Regions from separate parts of the Oncorhynchus mykiss genome. Here region 2 is linked to region 1. The links are chromatin contacts, called in public Hi-C maps. All regions are on one chromosome and are shown on one strand. Each heading gives the region's core, a stretch centred on a gene start, on an enhancer-like site or on the middle of the called end of the contact. The rest is flanking DNA. Distances are from core to core; before and after follow the strand shown. Region 1 holds the start of LOC110501661 (mannosyl-oligosaccharide 1,2-alpha-mannosidase IB). Region 2 holds the start of LOC110501663 (ganglioside-induced differentiation-associated protein 2).

Region 1 (2,855 bases), core at 233-2,732:
AAATGTCTTTCTACACAATTACAATGTCGTTTTCGACACTTAAAAAAACATCTACTTTCCCATAATTCCCTTGCCCTTAACTGAAGGCCTTGCAAATAGTCTCCCTAGGCAGATGGGTTGTCTCCCACAATGTTAACAATGTTGCCCTAGGGCCCTAGGTCTGGAATTTCCAGGACTAGGCCAATGGTTCCCAACCTTTTTAGGTTACTGTACCACCAACTCAATTTCTCTGCCCTGAGTACCCCTGAACTATTGAAGCTCATTCTTGCCATCATTTTAATTTTAATACTGAGTAAAAAATGTTTGATATTAAGTCAACCTTTCGAGATGGTAGAACATACATATAGGATATGTTTCATAATCTGAAGCATTGTGTGGCAATTTCCATCTATCCACGTTGCAGAGATCAGGAAAGCAGTGCTGCCGACATTTGCCCCAACACTTTTGATTCAGTTTGCTAAAAAATATTGACACAAAAGGGTTGAAAACTCATGCACAATTAATCCGATCTTCAGTTTGATCAGCTGCAGATAGCCTAGAGAAGCCTATGTGCTCTGATCCCCTCTGGCCATTGGAAACGAAGTGGTAACATCATGTATTCATAGGCTAAACTATATATTTATACCCTAAATTAGGGCTATTTATTTGTGTGAAGAGAAAATGTGATCAAATTTGGTTTAAATTCAAACTTTGGTTGGCTAAACTACCTAGATTTATCAATCCAAAATTATTTACTGGAATGAATCAATCAACAGAAAAGTCATGACATACTGTGTGAGTAACTTTTAAATTACAGATGCAAAGGCCTACATGATGCAACCCTGCATAAAGCAAGCTCAGCCCTGTTAGTTATATTGTCCAATCTCAGTTGTTGACTAGTTTTTTATAAAACCATGACCAGATTAGAAAAAATCTGGTCCCATCATAGCCCATATAAAACTGTTTTACAGCTGATTTATTTATATGTGGTGCCACCTCTGAAAGCACCACGCAATATTACAAATGAAGAAACATTTCATATAAGTATGTTCTACTATCTTGAAATGTTGATATTGTATCAAAAATGTTATTTATTTTTCATGGAGTGAATGAATTTCCATCCCGAACCCTCATGTTCATTTGACCAGTAAACCAATGGTCTCATGAGCCTCATACTCCCCGTGGATAGGCCAAGTAGATCTCTGGTTGGGAAACACTGAACTGGGCTACCTTGCAAAGCACTAATTGCTAGATCCATATTCAGCCATTGTGCATTGTAGTCTTTCACATGCAATACAAATATATTTTTAATACAAGGACTAGCTACAAAGTACAGTCAGTGCTAAATCACACAGACATACACGTTGCAAAACTGACTTGCCTATTTAAATAAAGTTTAAATAAATACAAATAAAACACGTTGCAAAAATACTTTTGTAATTGATAGACGCTCCCTAAATGTACCAGGCTGGGTAGTCGATGTTCGAGATTGTGGGAGGAGCCGTGGTTCGTTGTAGAGTTGCAGCAGTATCAACATCCCTTGACAGAGGCTAGCTATTTAGAGAGCTGTAGAGCTATCAAGAATGAAATGAGCAAAGGGAAAGCAAAACTACAAAATGAAATCATAGATAGCGAGTTACCCGAATACATTTCTGAACACGGCTATTTGGAAACGGTGGACTAGGATGCATGTCTGTCACCGATTTACTCAAAGGCATTATTGAGGTGATGCAGCAGCGGCGAAATATCGTAACGGACTGCCTCCGGAGGATAGCTAGCCAGCTTGCTAACAGTAGCTAGCTAGCCAGATGCCTTTACAGAAAAAGGCGCAGTCTTTAGCAGGCCAACTCTTTTCCTAACCTCAACATATCCGAGAAACGTAGCTAGCTAATATTACAATACAATATTGCGGGTGCACATATATGTGTTTAATCGGCTAGCTAAGTTAATGTTATTGCTTTTCTCCATTAGTAATTTAACTAGCTAGATGGCTAGCCAAGCCTGTCAATTCAGTGGATGAATTTGGTATTCTGTGGAGACGCTGCGCGATAGACGCAGGCCCGGGTGAGGAAGCTGATAAAATACAGGATATTGGGAATATTCATACAAATTAGCAAGACAAGACCGATTTTTAACCACATAATTTAACAGGAACATAAGTAGCTAGCTAGTTGTCATTTGAACACTTATTTTGCTACTATTGAAATGGTCAAGGGAGAATGTATCTCTGTATTAGAACCTTGTCGAGGATGCGACAATATCTGATTAAAATGTTTCACTATTTGAAAGCCTAATAACTGTCCTGTTAAATTAACTTACAATATGTGTTAGTTGGGCATTAACAAAACATTTCGAGTTGGTTTTGATTCTGTCGTTGCTTATCCAGCTCATAGTGTTCGGATCACAACCAAAGAACATGGATCAGAATGACAGAATTTGCACGGTAAGATTTGTTTCCTCTACAATTATGCTTATTAAATATTTTTAAGTGTGACTTTGCTTACAATTACACTATTATATTAGGTACTGCAATGGAAATATGTACCGCATTAGATATCATTGATAAGTGGAGGTGATGTGCATTGATGTTGTGATGGTATCACGCGCTCACGCAGGTGATTTTGCCATCATCTAGCTACGTATCACTATTTGATGTAACCTTTAGCCTGCCTACCTGAAAGTATCTTTCCCTTTTCAAACCGGGTTGACATAAAGGTCTGCCGACTCTCCTTGGAAACGTTTCCATTTGCTTTATAATTGCGTTCAATGAATACAGTACATTCTGTATGGGCAGTTAATCCTTATGGACTAACATATTGTGTTTATTCAAAATACAGTTACTCCCAAAGTCAGATGTGCAGGTTCCTAGGTCTTTT
Region 2 (3,005 bases), core at 156-2,655, 190 kb after region 1:
TCTTCCGCATTTAACCCAACCACTCTCCTGAGTGGCACAGCAGTCTAGGGCACTGCATCACAGTGCTAGATGCGTCACTATAGACACCCTGGTTCGAATCCAGGCAGTATCACAACCGGCCGTGACTTCGAGTCATATAGGGCGGCACACAATTGGCCCGGGTTTGGCCGGTGTAGGCCGTCGTTGTAAATAAGAGTTTGTTTTTAACTGAAAAAAAACCTCAAAATAAGCATCTATGACAAGGAAAAACAGACAGTCACAATTGGTGATTACATGGGTGTTTCAGTGTTCATAATTAAGTAAGCTTGGCAATATAAAAAAAACATTTTGTAAAGCAAAAGCATTTTTGCACAATCAAAGAAAGGCTTTGACTGACAGTTGTAAAATAGCTTCCAGTGTCTAGAGTCAAGACAGTAACAAACCATCCCGTCTTCAGTACTTCTAACCTCTAGTATACAGCCTGAAAATGAAGCCTCACATAATGAATGCACTTGTGTGAGGTTAGGTGGCAGTTAAAGAAAATTGGGTGAAACAGGCAAGGAAGGTCTGGCTCCTTTTTTTCCCAGAACCTGCAGCTATTTAAGATTGTGTTTTCGAGACTATCAGCTAACTACATACCATGTCAACACCTATGACTGAGGGCCTCTGTCTAACATTAGACTGGCCGCGTTCTAGGAACAGTTCTGTTTTGGAGCTTATGGCACGAGAGGGGAGGGCATTACCATGAAGTGAACCTAAACAGACAGGGAATTCAAAAGCACCATAAGGACGTATTGAAATGCAGAATGAAGATAAACATAGCTAGTTGATATATATTTTTGTTGACTGCAGCATGGGTCAAATACACTTGACGAACAATGGTATTCCTCTCACATTTCCCACAGTGTTTTTGCTTGTGCGACTACTCATATTAAGGTATTTCAATTTTAATGGATAAATATGGGAAAACATCTAATTATGAAAAAACTAAATATGTCATAATCACCAACCATGGAGCTCGAGCTCAGCTGACCATCACACTCCCAGTGTAGCATTTGCCTTCTTTTTTACTTTGATTCGCAAATGTATCTGCTAGCACGGCAGAAAATAGTAGCATGCCGAAAATGGAAAATAATTTAAAGATGTATCTATATATCAGGAAGCTACAGGAGAAAATGTTACACCTACCCGTTTTCTTTTGTCCACGAATCTATTAGTTGTCGACTCCGAGCATGACTGAATTACAAAAAGCGAAGAATACAGATGTTCTTAACATCCCAAACATGGCAAAACTCGATTTGATATAGCCAATTCCCATCGTACTGTCACGTTTACTACAGTTTGGTGAGTTCCTGATCAGCTGATTCGCGACAGAGAGGAAGACGCGAAGCGAGAGGGTTCACTCTGCCCAAAATCTGTCTACTCAAACAAGACCGCGAAGTAGTGATTGATGCACGTCGCAGCGGTCTAAGGCACTGCATCTCAGTGCTAGAGGCGTCAATACAGACACCCTGGTTCGAATGCAGGCTGTATTACAACCGGCCATGATTGGGAGTTCCATAGGATGGTGCACAATTGGCCAATGTAGGGCTGTCATTGTAAATAAGAATTTGTTCTTAATTGACCTGCCTAGTTAAATAAAAGTTACATTTTAAAAATGTATATATTAACTACAGAGTCAGAGCATTTATCCCAACACCAATGCAGTGTGGGCTCCTGAGTGGCGCAGCAGTCTAAGGCACTGAATCTCAGTGCAAGAGGAGTCACTACAGACTACAGGTTGAATTCCAGGTTTATCACAACCAGCTGTGATTGGGAGTCCCATAGGGCAGTGCACAGGGTAGGCCGTCATTGTAACTAATAATTTGTTCTTGCCTAGTTAAATAACGTTGTTTTTTTAAAAGCTTTTGATCATGTTTCACACCATGGTGTTGAACACTGAGCTGTAGTCAATGAACAGCATTCTCACATAGGTGTTCCTCTTGTCCAGGTGGGAAAGGGCAGTGTGGAGTGCAATAGAGATGGTGTCATCTGTGGGTCTGTTGAGGCAGGATGTGAGTAGGAGTGGGCCCAGGGTGTCTGGGATGATGGTGTTGATGTGTTCAAAGCATTTCATGGCTACAGATGTTGTAGGAAATTATCTGTACCTGCTATTTTTTTTCTCCGCCCCATGGCAAAATGTGTAGAATTGTAGAAAACGTGCTATGAACTCTATGGAAGCCCAATAATCCATCCCACCAACAGGCTGAAATTTCAAACAGCTCTTACACTAAACATAATATTCACAATTTCATAGTTTTATTCCAACCTCATAGTGTGGAAATATAAAAACAGGAACATCACGTTTCTGATTACACTGGGCCTTTAAAACTGCAACATTTTCTCTATGCCCCAAGGCAAAATGTGTAGAATTTTAGGAAATTTACTTTAAAACTTTTCTCACCACCGTCACGAGGGGGGCCACTGAAATGTTTTACCTCGAGGTGAGAGGACCCCAAACCAAATATTGCTTCATACTGTACTGTCTTGCTAGAATGGTCCCACCTGATCTCGCCTCCTCCCGCCTGTCTTCCATATTTGAGGACATGTATTTCCATTGTTAGAGTGGTCACTCGACTATCTTGTCAATATGAAATTAAATCTTTGATCACGACAAATAACACACCTATCCCTCCGTAGAAGACACACACACAACAAAAATATTACGGAATAATGGTTAGGGTCACGATAAATCACAACATTTGTGTAATACGCATAGGCCAACGCCACTCAGAGGAGCGGTTGGAATTGTATGTAAATCCTCGAGAGTTTTATATATTGTCGGTAAATTTGGGCATTTAGATATGGTCAAATATATGGCTGAGGAGATATTTTCTGTAAATCAACAACACAATACCCATTATACAGACTAAAGTAATGGATACATATAAAAGTCCATGTGATTGATCGTTAGTTTCATATATTGCAAAACAACCATAAGTACAATACTCAGGTAACACATGTTTTTAATATACGCATTGTCGTAT

Evidence for each region. A called contact is a pair of places that touch in the nucleus more often than the background predicts.
Region 2: a contact with region 1 is called in a Hi-C map of liver, with 5 times the contacts expected there. The contact joins the promoter of LOC110501663 here to the promoter of LOC110501661 in region 1. A contact is called at or near these places in 2 of 3 Hi-C or Micro-C datasets (blood and liver).

The regions. Positions count from the first base shown.
Region 1 is chr22:26,991,253-26,994,107 of USDA_OmykA_1.1, forward strand. It overlaps LOC110501661 (mannosyl-oligosaccharide 1,2-alpha-mannosidase IB), which reads left to right and starts at 1,483. Exons shown (of 15, transcript XM_036959013.1): 1 at 1,483-1,704; 2 at 2,366-2,422.
Region 2 is chr22:27,185,432-27,188,436 of USDA_OmykA_1.1, forward strand. It overlaps LOC110501663 (ganglioside-induced differentiation-associated protein 2), which reads right to left and starts at 1,406. Exons shown (of 14, transcript XM_021579372.2): 1 at 1,168-1,406.